3 separate regions of the Zea mays genome follow, and regions 2 and 3 are each linked to region 1. A link is a contact called in public Hi-C data. All regions are on one chromosome and are shown on one strand. Each heading gives the region's core, a stretch centred on a gene start, on an enhancer-like site or on the middle of the called end of the contact. The rest is flanking DNA. Distances are from core to core; before and after follow the strand shown. Region 1 holds the start of LOC100383391. Region 2 holds the start of LOC100304023. Region 3 holds the start of LOC100281215 (phospholipase A2, group IVB).

Region 1 (4,361 bases), core at 704-3,203:
GCTGAAGACGCAGGCCACGGGCGCGATGGCCAGCGCCGGCGCGCCCTTCAGGAAACCCAGCCCCGAGGAGAGGATGTCCGTGAGGCCGCTCGACCTGAACCCGTCGGCGATGGCGAAGCCCGCGCCCAGGAGCAGGATGATGTGCCACTGCAGCTTCCGGCACTTGCCCCAGTCCATGAGCTTCTCGCCGCCGCTCTTGCCGCTCGGGATGATGAACAGCAGCGTCGTCATCATGATCTAGGTATAGAATGCTGTCCCGTGAGGCCCACGCGGCGAATCGTCGCTGAGAAATGGTCCGAGGACCGAGGGTGCGGGTTTTTGTGTACTTACAGTGACGGTTCCGTCCCCGACTCTGCCGTCGAAGAGGACCGCCCACCCAGGGATGTCGTCCGTCAGGCTCCTGGTCATCCATAGGACGATGAGAGCCTGCAAGAATTGGCCAGTGATCGTTTGAGACTCATGCTATCCAAAACCTGAACTGCCACAGAAACCACGAGCGCGACCTACCCCGAAAACGGCCAAAACCATCTTCTCTGCAAACGCCATTGGACCTGTCACAAATCAAGATGGAGACCCCATCAGAGAACTGAAATAAACGACCAGCACTAGACGTTTGTGCTTCAGAATAACTGTCAAAGGAAGCACTTTCATGCCATTGTGAAGTTCATTTTCTAATATTCCAGAGACCGCCGCCAGAAGGAGGGAAAAAAAGAAACCTACCCATCAAGCTGAGCTCTCTTCTGAGGTCATTCCTGTCGAGGTAAGCGGAGAGCACCCTCCCCGTGTTCTTGGTGCAGTACCTGAGGCAGAGCGTGACCCAGAGCGCCGCGAACAGGACGAGCGTCATGGGGAGGCCGAAGCACATCCAGGAGCTGAAGGTGATGGGGCGCTGCTCCGGGAAGTAGGTGGACCACATCCCCACCAGGATGATGTTGGCGCCCGTGCCCGTCAGCGTGGCCATCCCGCCGATGGTGGACGCGTACATGATGCCGAGCACCAGCGCCTTGGAGAACCGCTGGAGCTCCCGGGCGTCGGCCCCGCCCTCCAGCTGCTGGTCGCGCGGGAACCGCTGCAGGATCCCCGTCGCCACCTGGATCATCATGACGGTGCACGGCGTGTTGTGGATCCACATGCTGATGAACACGGTCGTGCCGCAGATGCCGAGGAGCAGCAGGTGCGGCTTCACCGGGTCACCGCAGAACAGGGACGTGATCTGCGTTCGCGTCGGAACGAGCTACACAACGTTAGTCTTTTTGTTTTGTTTTCTTGTGCCTTTTGTGTTTTTGGCCGCGTTCGAAACTTCGGTGGCGGCGCGTGCGCGGGCACGTAACATACGTACGTTGAGGGCAAGGCGGCGGTGGATGCCGTAGTGCTCGATGGCGAGCGCGAGGATGAAGCTCCCGAGGACGAGGGAGATGACGTCGTCCATGTAGGCCTTGGCGACGGCGTCGGCGGAGGATACGCCGAACGCGGGGAAGAGGAACAGCGGCGCCATGGACGCGACGCCGAGCGGCACGGCGTCCGTGATCCACCACAGGAACACCCACGCCAGCACCCCGAGCATGTTGCGCGCCGCCGGGTGGCCGCCGAAGTCTCCCAGCGCGCAGATCACCGCGCACGCCAGCGGGCCCGACGCGACGGCCAGGTACTTGTTGGTGGTGAGCAGGGACCCGAGCCCGGAGCAAGAGCAGCGTCCCGCAGGCCTGTCGTCGTGCACGGGCAGCAGCGGCCTCGTCACGTCCTCCGTCGAGCTCTCCCAGCATGCGCGTCGCGGATCCATGGCACGACAGAACTCGTCGGAAACCAGCCGTGCCCGTTCGATTGCTTGCTTTGTTGAGGTCTTGAGGAGTGAGGTTTGCTGGCTGCTTCTATAGGCGCGGGAAACTGGGAGAACACACAAACACGGCTGCCACGGTAATAACGAAAAGTAATACTACACGGCAGTGAGTTGCGTTCATCCCGTGCATGTACACGTAGGCACAATGGCTATATATACCCGAGAAGTTTCTAAAAAAAACTCAGATGCAGGTCCAACCGTGCAAGCGTCCCAGTGGAACGTTCCAACCCTGACGCGTCATCGACGTGCCATGTCAGATATTAAGATAGTGTTTGAATGCACCGTAGCTAATAGCTAGACCCTGTTTAGATTTTATAGAGCTAATAGTTAGCTAGCTAATAAATTATTATATGGTTAAGTCAGCTAATGAACTAATTTTTTGGTGTGAAGTAGCTAACAATTAGCTGATAGTGTTTAGAATCCAATAACTAATTTTTAATAGCTAACTATTAATTTTAGAGGTTTCAAACTAGACCTTAGTTGGCTAAAAAATTGCTAGTGGAATTAGCTAGCTAACTATTAACTAATTTACTAAAAAATAACTAATAGCTGATCTATTAGCTAGGATTTTTAGATGTATCTATCAAAATTTAGCAGCTAATTATTAGCTATATTTCATTCAAACACCCTCTAAGTAATATTCTCTCTGCTCTTTTTTATTTGTGACGGTTTAGTTCGAAAATGAACTAGCGGACTACAAATATTTGAGAACGGAGTTAGTACCCAACTGAGGTCAGACTCTATTTGCAATTATGCATGATCTGATCTCTCTGTTTTTTCTCATCGGGCACCAGGCACCGGATAATATGTTAGCGAGAGCGGCGCGGTGCCAAGTTGGCGTCCAGATAAGCACGGTCCCTGGCCCAGAAACCGGATAAGACATGCGGTCGGCCCGTCGATGCCGACGCAATGACGCATATCCGCTCGCATCGCATGGCCTCCCTCGCCTGGCGCCCCCGCCTGATCCAGCCCTTGCCGGACTGAAGAGGCGGCAGCGGTTGGTGCACGGGGCGACCTGCCCGCGCGCGGCCTCACAGCGACAAGCCTTCACCTGCACCTGCAGGCCGCCGCGACAGGTCGGCCGACGGCCGGCATTTCCCCGACCCGGACACGTACTTTTTTCCACGGACGGGACGACGCGCGCCATACTATCCAACGCACGCGACGACGTGGCGGGGCGGCGTCGTGCTGTTCGTGGACCGACGGGCGCGGCGGGGCGGTGGAACATGCAAGGTTTCGTTTTGATGCGGTGCGTCATGCATGTGCGGCCCGGCCCGGACCCGGTCTGGTCGAACAGGTGCATGTGCATTCTCTGCCTGTTCCAACGGGCTTGACACGATGGCCTGGCCGATGTCAAGACCCATGCCCTGGGGCGCGACGACGAACTCGTTGCATGGCCCGGGACATCAGTATGTTTCTTGGTCGTTGCCGCTGGGGGGCAGTCAGTCTTGCGTTACACCTGGGTTGCTTGCGACTTGCGATCGAGCGTGTTTTTTCCAGTTGCGTGGCTCAGGTATTCTTGTTGCACTTGCACATGCATGCCGTCAGGCGCCGCGCCACCAAGCAAGAGTCGTGTCGCGTCACGGCACACAGATACTGACATGGAAATGTCATCGACGCTTCGGTGTACGTTACAGGCAGGCCTGACTTTGTCCGGCAATCCGTAATTAACTTGTGGCAGCAGGCGCATGCACACGCGACACGCCGCGAGCTGCAGGTTGTTTCCATCTGGCCAGCCAACATGGTTGCTTGCCTACTGCATGACGTCAAAATGCTGAATGAGGCCTGGCCTCCGCTGGTTCTCTTTCGGATGATCCATCGCTCCTTCTCCTTGGTGCTCGACACTTGTGAGGATCCAACGCCATGCATTAGTATACTGCAAGAAAGTTCCCAACTCTCTTGCGCCCATTTTCATGGTACCAAATATTCCCGCCTTCCTCCGGACCGGATGATTCGTGATTTCATCACTCAATTTGGTGATCTGTGTTGAGAACTACGTTACCACGGATCACCAGATCCGCTCCCTTCCCTCCCGTCAGCAGTAGAGGCGTAAGAAGATGTAGAGAACTCGTCTCTCTTTCCATAAGCACAACAGAGGAAACACACGAGACACTGGATATAGGGTTGGGCCTCTGGCCTCTTTCTGATCTATGTTCCATATAAGGGGTATAGGTTCTATATATATAGACGCGATAGCCCTCAGGGCTATATTCGGTATTTGCCCACATAACCCTTCATTAGGGTTTCTCAACACTCCCCCTTGGGCGAATACCGCGACCAACACATGCCTCGTTAAAATTCCAAAAAACAAGTGGAAAAAATATGGAGAAAGAGTGCATGGTGATACAAATTGCATTTGCACTTTGTTGCCTCGTTAAAACCCTCATGTGAGAAACTTCATGAAAACTCACCAAGGGAAAAAGAGTACAACAGCTGTCATCGGGACAGATTTCGATCCTCTGGGATCTAGATTCTACCGAATCTTCTACAAAGGCTAACTTTAGAAAGGGTTTTTTACATTGAT
Region 2 (4,485 bases), core at 1,811-4,310, 340 kb after region 1:
TTACATATACAAGACGTCCGATTCACCTGACCGGCTCCCGTCGTCGCAGACCTGCTTCTACCGGCTCTGCCTCCCTCCCTATACATCTATGAAAATGATGGAAAACCAGCTGCAGAAGATCACGCAAGAGCATGTGAGCTGCAGCTTCGGTGCATGGTAGTTGCTGCTGTTCTGGATTGATTCTGAACCCGGTATATACTGTACATATGGTAGGCTAGTGACACCTTAGCGTCTCGTTGAGTCCGTTCCTAGAGCTTGAGGAGGTAATATGTTGTCTTTCTTTTCCTTTTGTACGTATCGTGGGTTAGTGTTCCGACACTTTCATTTAATTAATCTAATGCAAAAGGAATGGATAGGAAGCAGGTTTATTGATCCCTCGAATTGATAGGAAGCGGGTTCCTTTGTTTTCTAAACCATTGTTTGGATATTCTAGTATTCACCCCAGCCCCAATCCACATGCACTGAATTGGATTAGGGTGTAATTTAGTTTAAGTTACACTTCAGGGCCTGTTCGTTTTGCTCTCAATCCATATGGATTGGGTGAGATTAGATGAGTTTCAATCCCAAACAAATCAAAATCTTTCATAATTTTTTCCAATCTCATTAAATTCACATGGGGATAGGAATAACCGAACAAGTCCTCAATCTATCTCAATACACATGGATTTAGGTGAATACGAGAGCATTCAAACAAGTCCTAAAGGGGTGTGACGGTGTGTGGTCCAGCCGGTGGCAGTAACGTAATCACACGTGCATGTAGCTGCATTGAGCTGGCTGCTGAGTGCTGATCTGACACTCCGATTACCAGTGAACGGCTGGTGGGCTATTCTAGTTGATCCGTTACCGAGCCAAAGCACGCCATCGATATTTTTTTCCTCTAGTTTTCATTTTATAAAGCTGGCATACATTTGTAAGCTCTCTTGTAGAAGCATTCTACCAGTTTCCAGCCGATTCTCGAACGTGTTTTGCTAGGGACTGAAGCTCATGTGAACCATGGCAATGGCAGTTGTTTTCTGATGAATGGACGGGCCAATGCTTCCCTGCCCTGCGCTGGGCATCTGGAACTGAAATTCTGAACCACAACCGTATCTTGATTGTGTTCCGGAATTCTGAATCACAACCATCTAGTTTGGGGCCTGGAATCAGACATGTGTGTGAGCGTGTCCAGTTGAACTGAACGCACGCTGGTGCGTTGGACACCTCTCCTCTTCGCTCCGGACCTCCGGGATGCTTTGCGCGAACCGCAGCCGCAGCCGCAGGACAGGAAGCACGTTACTGACTGACATGCTGTCATGGACCGTCATGGAGTAGTATGTCCTTAGCGAATCGCCATGGGCCATGACCGAGCGAGCCTACCCGAGACCGTCGGCAAAGATAGCAAGTCGGCACCGAATCGGCTGCCGGTGCCAGGTGATGGAGACCATTGACAGAACAGGCTCACTGGTCACTAGCTCCGGCGGACCACGTAATAGTCGCATGAGCGTCCTATCCTATAGATGCGCCGTTGAGACCAATGACCCGGCTTGACGACATGTTGGAATGTTTGTGTAGGACCGAGCTGCTCCTAGTCCTAGACCTAGGGTGGATCCGGCGTTCTGCAACGCTGGCTGCTCCACTTTACAGTTTACACAAAGCTTTGCAGGTTTGCTGATGAACGACTGGCTCTATTATTATATAAAGAAGATCGTATCATCACACAATGACACAAACAGAATGCAGGGAACGTAACCAAAGAAGACGACCCATACCATACCCAAACTGCCATGCATGAGAATAGATAGACAGAAAGAACAGGAACCAACCAACACAAGACACAACAAGCTGCAGCAGCGGCAGGCATGGGGCACCGCGCCACTGACACCGGGCCCCACCACCATTACCACCCGACGCACACTTTATTTAGCCCACGTCACTCGCAGCCCGCACCGGACACGTCCACGCGACAGTCACTGCTAGCTACGTACCGGGCTACGTACGAGACACACACACACACAGAGAGAGACGCCAGTAATAACCGTAGCGTACTGAACAGCAAAATCCCGTGTCATACTGCCATGTACGCGCGCGAGCGACTACCCCGCCACGCGCGCACGCCGATCCCCTGGGCCCTGGCCGCCGCCGCTGCGTGCGCACGGCCTCACTCGCTGGCCTTCTCGGGCTCCTCAGGAGCAGCAACCTCCTCCGCCTCGGCGGCCGGCTCCTGGGGACCAGCAGGAGCAGGAGCCTCCGGCTCGTCCGCGGCGAGCTCCTCGGGAGCAGCAGCCTCTGCCTCGGCGACCGGCTCGGCCGCGGCGGGCTCCTCGGCACCAGCAGGAGGAGCAGCAGCAGCCTCCTCCTCGGCGGCTGCCTCCTGCTCGGCCGCGGGAGTCTCCTCGGGACCAGCAGGAGCAGCAGCCTCAGCCTCGGCGGCCGGATCGGCCGCCGCGGGCTCCTCGGCACCAGCAGGAGCAGCGGCCTCGGGCTCGGCGGCTGCCTGCTGCTCGGCCGCGGGAAGCTCCTCGGGATCAGCAGGAGCAGCAGCCTCAGCCTCGGCCTCGGCCTCGGCCTCGGCGGGGGCAGACTCCTCGGGCACGACGGCCGGCGGCGGGGTCTCCACCACGGGCGCTTCCTCGGCCGCCACGACGGTCGGGGTCTGGACCTGCACACGTGAACGGCGCGTAAAAATCAAAGCATATACTCCTACATCTTAGCGCCACACTTAATAGTAGCGTCCTCCATTTGTTAACATAGGATAGGATCCGCACGTCCATCGCTGTACGTCTCATCGAAGATGAGCGATCGACCCGACGGATCATCGATGAGACAGAGACCATTATTCATATATATAGGTATTATTCGGATCCAAACGATCCGTGCACATCAACACATGTATGTATATATGAATCGAAGACTAAGATCGATCGATCGAGCTACCTCGGCAGTGGCCATTGGTGGCGATGAGAAGGCTGATGGCTACACGAAGGAGTGGCGCGGCTAGCTAGAGCCTAGAGCTAAGAGCCTAAGACTGAGTGAAGGGTGGAGCTGCAAGAGTGAGCGACCAGCTGAGAGTGAGATCGATCGAGCTTGGTTGTGTGAGGCAAATGCCGTGAGACCCGGGACGCTATATATAGAAGAGGAGAGGACCGGGCGCGGCGAGGCCAGAACGGGGAGAACGCAAGGGCTAAGCGCAGTCTGCCGGGTGGGTTTTTTTTTTCTCTCTCTCTCTCTCTTTTGTTAAATCCCCGGCCCCTTGATCTGTCGCTCGTATCATGATCATGACTGGGAATCTTGAGGAGCTGTACAGGTACACACATGAACATGCCACGCAGTGCAACCAAAAGGTGGCCATGAGTCACCCTCATGCGTGACACATGGGAAGGGTCCAAAGCGGGCGGTGTGTGTGCACGGCGTCTTGGTCTTGGTCCTGGTCCTTTCACGCAGCACCAGCGGCGCGTGAGGTGAATCTGTGGGAGAGACGGTCGATTACAGACCGATGGATGCTGTGTGGTTTTTGCATGCATCTCTCTCCAGGTCCAGGCTCCAGCATGTGTGTCCGTGGAGACAACAAGCGCGCGTACCTTTTGGGAGCGGAGCTGTAGAGGCTTCATTGCATGTGCGTCGCACGCTGGCTCGCTGCGCTGGGCTGCGCCTCATTGTTGCTGCACGCTGTACGCCGTCCTTGGCGTCGTCCGTAGTTAAATTGAGCCAAATTAAAAATCAGCGAGGGGACATTTCGGCAGCTTTGGTTACGTACGGGGAAGAGATTGTTGATTCGCGTTTTAATTTGGTCGTACGTACGAGATTATTAGAGGCGCGCGGCAAAGGAAGACAGCAGGGGGCCCGGTTGTCGGGTTAGCTGTGGCCGGTGAATGTGCCTCCTTTCCACTGTATCTGTATGACATTGAGCCTACTACTATCATGTGGTTTTGGAATTCGGCGGAGGGGCTAGATCAGCAAAGTTATTAGCTAAGTCTATAGCTAACCTCTCCTTTTTTTTGGACGCTGGATCTATTGCAATAATAGTATAATTTTGTTTCTTTTCTTGCGTCCCTTCTGGTGTGACGTGTGAGGTGTCGATTCGAACTTCGAGGTTGCCTATTTACACGCTGTTTTGTGATATGGGTGCACAACTGCACGTCACCAAAAAGCAACGGTCCAGAGTCCAGACCAGTGCGATTAATCGACAAAGAAAAAAGGCTTGTTTTCTGTGTTACCTAGTCGATTATATACACGGTGAGAATTAGAATTGCATCTCGAATTAGTCATCAAGGACAAGGCTATATGTGCCACGATGGGATAATAATCGGGTCATGATATTGAACCCTACCTCCTCGTCGTTGGCTGAACTGGACGAACGTACGTACGCAAAATACTATGGAGTATTCGCGAGTTTTTTCTTTTCTCGTTTTAACAATTATGTCTTTTTTTGGAAATCAGGAGGGGGCTGCTACTGTAATTTTTTTATATTAAGGTGTTCGAACATAGATATAGCGAGAATTATGTTAC
Region 3 (4,330 bases), core at 1,703-4,202, 360 kb after region 1:
GAACGGGCGCACATGGTTGGTTTAACATCTAACTAATTATTTTTGAGTTGTGATTCGTGGGATTGAAATTCATGCTAATTAAAGGGGTAGTAATAGGTGTGAGGAGAATCTGGATGATGTGGCTGAAAAAAATTGAGATAAGCAATGTGTATATAACTCTTGCATCAACAGCTCTAGCTCTAGCTCTAGCTATGCTTCTTAAAAAAAGCTCTCGTTTTATTTTCATAAATAACCTGAGGAGCATCCCTATTTAATTGTGAACATAGCTTCTCCTATTTTTACGGATGAGGGAGGACATTAGAGAGCCAGAGAAGCCTTATTTTTGACTCCCGGCTTCGCTTGATTTCTAGGATAGCTCTTTTCGATCTTACGGAGAAACAGATGTAGATTTTTTGAAGGAGTCTTGGAGGAGCCTTTGAAATAACCCTACTAAAGGGCGTCTAATTGAGGACACTTGCATTAATTTCTAACAAATAATGACATGCTAGAGAGAGCTTCAACAGAGAAAGTATAACAATTAACTTTATCTAATCTATTCAATATATGAAATATGAAATAGAGAAAGGAGAGAGAAGAGAGAGCTTGCCTCTCGTGCAAACAACAGACTGGTACAGTGAACCTATATATAGTGGTGCGCCTAGATAGAATTATGTATGAGGAGTAATAGGAAAGAGAATAGAGAACATGATACCATATAATAATAATATTTTTTTACATAAATAGATGTTAACTATTGTATACTAACACTTGACTCTATTACTGACCCTGCTCTCATGAAAAGCAGATCTTAAACATTAAATGATGCCTCTTGTACGTTAAATGCTAGTATTAATTCTTCTCCCTAACCTGGTTAATAACACAACTTGTCCAGTGGCATGCATGTGACACTAGATTCTCATCTCGTTGGATCTGTAATCAGGTACACATGTTGTTCCTTGTAATGCTCTCCTAATGTACTATATTTCCTTTCAAATAAACAAGGATTAAAGCGTCTGTGCGCAACAGAGGTAAAAATAACTGTGATTGTAAGTAAATGTAAGAAAATTTTACTCTTGTTAAACCAAAAAAATAGACCAACATAACAGGAACAAGACGATAAGCATCCAAAGAGGACTCAAACTTGAGTGGTTCAGTGGTTAGATGATCACACCTTTCAACAAACCAGTTCAGTTAGACCCACTTCCAAAAAAAAAAGACTAATGTAAGAGGATTTGTGTGGGTTTTAACTTTTAAATGAGCGCCCAGATTTGATACGAAGAGAACTTGAACCTGGGTGACTGGTGCATGACTGCACGTCTGCACCTTCCACATCCAACCAATTGAGCCAGCATGTTATTTTCAAATGTGAATTAACTACATTGTATTACTAAGGAATTCTTGATCCTTACATCTATCTTTAAGAAAAGTTAAGGTTCCTTTTTAAATTTTGTGTTACCCAGAACAGCCGACCAGTAATTCCAGAAGACAACGGAATTACTCCCTCTATCCAAATTAGTGATGGTATATACGAAAACATATTCAGATACACAATACAGTACCAAATAAGCAGGTCGTATTTCCTTGTGGACATAATAAAAGTGATTTTGCTGTTGTAAACAGTTGTGACTTTGATTAAAGTGGGAGAAATGCGACCTAGAAGACAAAAGGCGTGCAAAGCGTCCTTGGAACATATGGAAAGCTCTAGGCCTTCGATCAGTTCCCTTATTTCTTTCTTCTGATTATAATGTTACCAAAATTCACAAAAACAATAGTTCAATACTCCCCACCCCCCACCCCACCCCCAACGAGCCTAGAAACGAAGGTTTTTGACGTATGAGCAGATGTAGTTAAAGGATCTTAAAATGAATTGTTTTACACTCATTCGTATAACTCACACTCTAAATACACAAACAACCAAATAAAATCTTTGATAAAATTAATGTATGCAGTGATGTAGGATAAGACGATGCGCTAACCGATCAGACGGATCGTGAACAAACGCTGCACCGACACGTCGGCCAGGCGTAGTAACCACTTGCGTGCGATGACCGGACGCGGTCACTGCAAGCAGGTATGCTATGGCCGTGAGTGAGGCCATAACCAATCACAAGCAGAGATTCCCATAGCCTTTTGCAAACAAATGGACGAAACCAAAAAAAAACACTGTATATAGTTTCCAGTGCCTGATAAGACGGCGTGTGCCGTGTGGTGTACTACGCAATTACCCACATGGGCGGATTTACGCATACGCCCTCCTCGCCATGTCGAAATGTCGAGACCAAACAAGAGTTCTCGCACCAATGATGCAGCTATTAATAATCTATACGCTTAGCCGTTTCGGGTTATTCGTAGCAGCAGGTCAACTAGCTAGGGAGACGGTGTCAAAGCTAATTAAGCATATGCAATGTGAGGGAATGCTTTTGCTTCGTCAACCCGTAGTAGTTGGAATAGTAAGGTTTTAGTACTCTTACCCGCCAAAAAAAGAAGAGTTCAGTACTCATCGTCAGTAACAGGGTCTTGCATGGAGCCGTTGACATGTTTGGCAAGACAGAGAGATCTAGTCCTGTTTGGGAGCTGCTGTTCAAGTTGACATGTAGTAGTTAGTCTCAGTGATTTCATGCTTACTTGCCTCTCTGATCTTCACCGCATGATGAGTTCTAAGACTTGTGATAGACATATTTAGAGCTTACTTCCAGTGTATATATGCTGTCCCGGTAGAAATATTTCTTTCAAAATTAACAGTGTATTCAACTGGAGAAGCCCTCTTTCAGGCCTTCTTCTATTGTAGGCATAAATAAGCAAATGGCCCAATCAGCAATCTACTGTGGACACAAACACAAAAAAGGCCCATGTCATAGGCTACTTCAAGCCCAACAAATCCCAAAATCGGGAACATCCACCTGCCCAGGCCCAAGCCCAAGCTCCTTAAGCTTAACCCCAACAACGCGCCTTCCCCCAGAACCGCTTTGCCGCGCATCGTGCCGCGGTGCCGCCGCCGCCGTTGCCTGAATTGGCAAAACCAACGAGCAGTCAGAGCGGAAGCCGCCGCGGCGCCCGCCACCAAAGCCAATGGAGCCCGCGCTGCGCGAGCTGTGGGCGGAGTCCCGGGACCTGTTGGGCCTCCCTTCCTCTTCTCAGGACGCCACCGCCGTGCCGCGCGTCAGCCTGCCCCCGACGCCGCTCGCGTTCCTCCGCGACCACGTCTCCCCGGGCCGCCCGCTCCTCGTCTCCGCCGCGGCCACTCGCCACTGGCCCGCCGCGTCGCTCTGGCCCACCGCCTCCTACCTCACCGACGCACTCCGCTCCACCGCCGTCTCCCTCCACCTCACCCCCGACGGGCGCGCCGATGCGCTTGCCTCGCACCCGCACCCACGGCGACCCGGGTCCTCGAGGTGCTTTGCGTCCGCGCACGTCCGCCGTGTCGACTTCCCTACCGCGGTCCGGCTTATCAGGGGATCCGACCCGGCCGCCGGCCTGGTAGCGTACGCGCAGCAGCAGGACGACTGCCTCCGCGGGGAGTACGCGGCGGTCGCCGGTGACGTGGACGCGCACGTGCCGTGGGCCACCGAGGCGCTCGGCTGCCTCCCCGAGGCCGTCAACCTCTGGATAGGCAACGCCCACTCCGTCACCTCCTTCCACAAGGACCACTACGACAACATTTACGTCGTTCTGTCCGGCGAGAAGCACTTCCTCCTGCTGCCCCCCACCGAGCACCACCGTCTCTACGTCCGCGACTACCCCGCCGCCCGCTACGTTGCCACGGAGCAGAGCTCCGAGGGGGGGCGCCAGTTGAGGCTTAAGCTGGAGATGGAAGTGCCCGAGAGGATCGTTCCCTGGAGCAGCGTCGACCCGTGCCCGGCGTCGCCCGAGGAGTTGGCCGTGCAGGCGTCGTCGTTTCCGCTCTACTTTGACGGGCCGGCGCCGATACGGTGCACGGTCCGGGCCGGCGAGATGCTCTACCTGCCAAGCATGTGGTTTCACCATGTCAGCCAGAGTCCAGGGCCGAACGGGCTCACCATTGCCGTGAACTACTGGTACGACATGCAGTTTGACATCAAGTATGCTTACTTCAACTTCTTGAGGTCGCTGGAGATCAATGGTTGTTCATCGGGCAAACCTGATGCTTCGGAAGGTGATCTAGAGGAGAAGAAAGATTGAGGTGGCGGACAGTGACTTTGATTACCCCTGGTTTCCGCTGAGCATCACGATGCTGTGCCGGGCTGGGTTTCTCGCGGCCACTGTCTAACAGAGTAACAGCTCTTCGAGCATAACGAGGTGTTGCTAGACACATGGAAACCAATTAATCGGCCATGTATGTTTGCACAACGTTTGCAGGTGCCAATTGGCCTAT

Evidence for each region. Hi-C and Micro-C count contacts between places; a contact is called where the count stands out from the background.
Region 2: a contact with region 1 is called in a Hi-C map of seedling, with 5 times the contacts expected there. The contact joins the promoter of LOC100304023 here to the promoter of LOC100383391 in region 1. A contact is called at or near these places in 2 of 25 Hi-C or Micro-C datasets (leaf and seedling).
Region 3: a contact with region 1 is called in a Hi-C map of ear, with 4 times the contacts expected there. The contact joins the promoter of LOC100281215 here to the promoter of LOC100383391 in region 1. A contact is called at or near these places in 3 of 25 Hi-C or Micro-C datasets (bundle sheath, ear and tassel).

The regions. Positions count from the first base shown.
Region 1 is chr7:137,873,918-137,878,278 of Zm-B73-REFERENCE-NAM-5.0, reverse strand. It overlaps LOC100383391, which reads right to left and starts at 1,953. Exons shown (of 6, transcript NM_001176046.1): 1 at 1,340-1,953; 2 at 721-1,213; 3 at 508-551; 4 at 331-426; 5 at 1-237. The coding sequence starts at 1,780.
Region 2 is chr7:137,530,956-137,535,440 of Zm-B73-REFERENCE-NAM-5.0, reverse strand. LOC100304023 reads right to left here and starts at 3,060. Exons shown (of 2, transcript NM_001372410.1): 1 at 2,914-3,060; 2 at 1,649-2,638. The coding sequence starts at 2,928. The coding sequence ends at 2,138. LOC100279774 reads left to right here. Exons shown (of 3, transcript NM_001152732.1): 3 at 1-361. The coding sequence ends at 160.
Region 3 is chr7:137,513,455-137,517,784 of Zm-B73-REFERENCE-NAM-5.0, reverse strand. LOC100281215 (phospholipase A2, group IVB) reads left to right here and starts at 2,952. Exons shown (of 1, transcript NM_001154134.2): 1 at 2,952-4,330. The coding sequence starts at 3,049. The coding sequence ends at 4,137.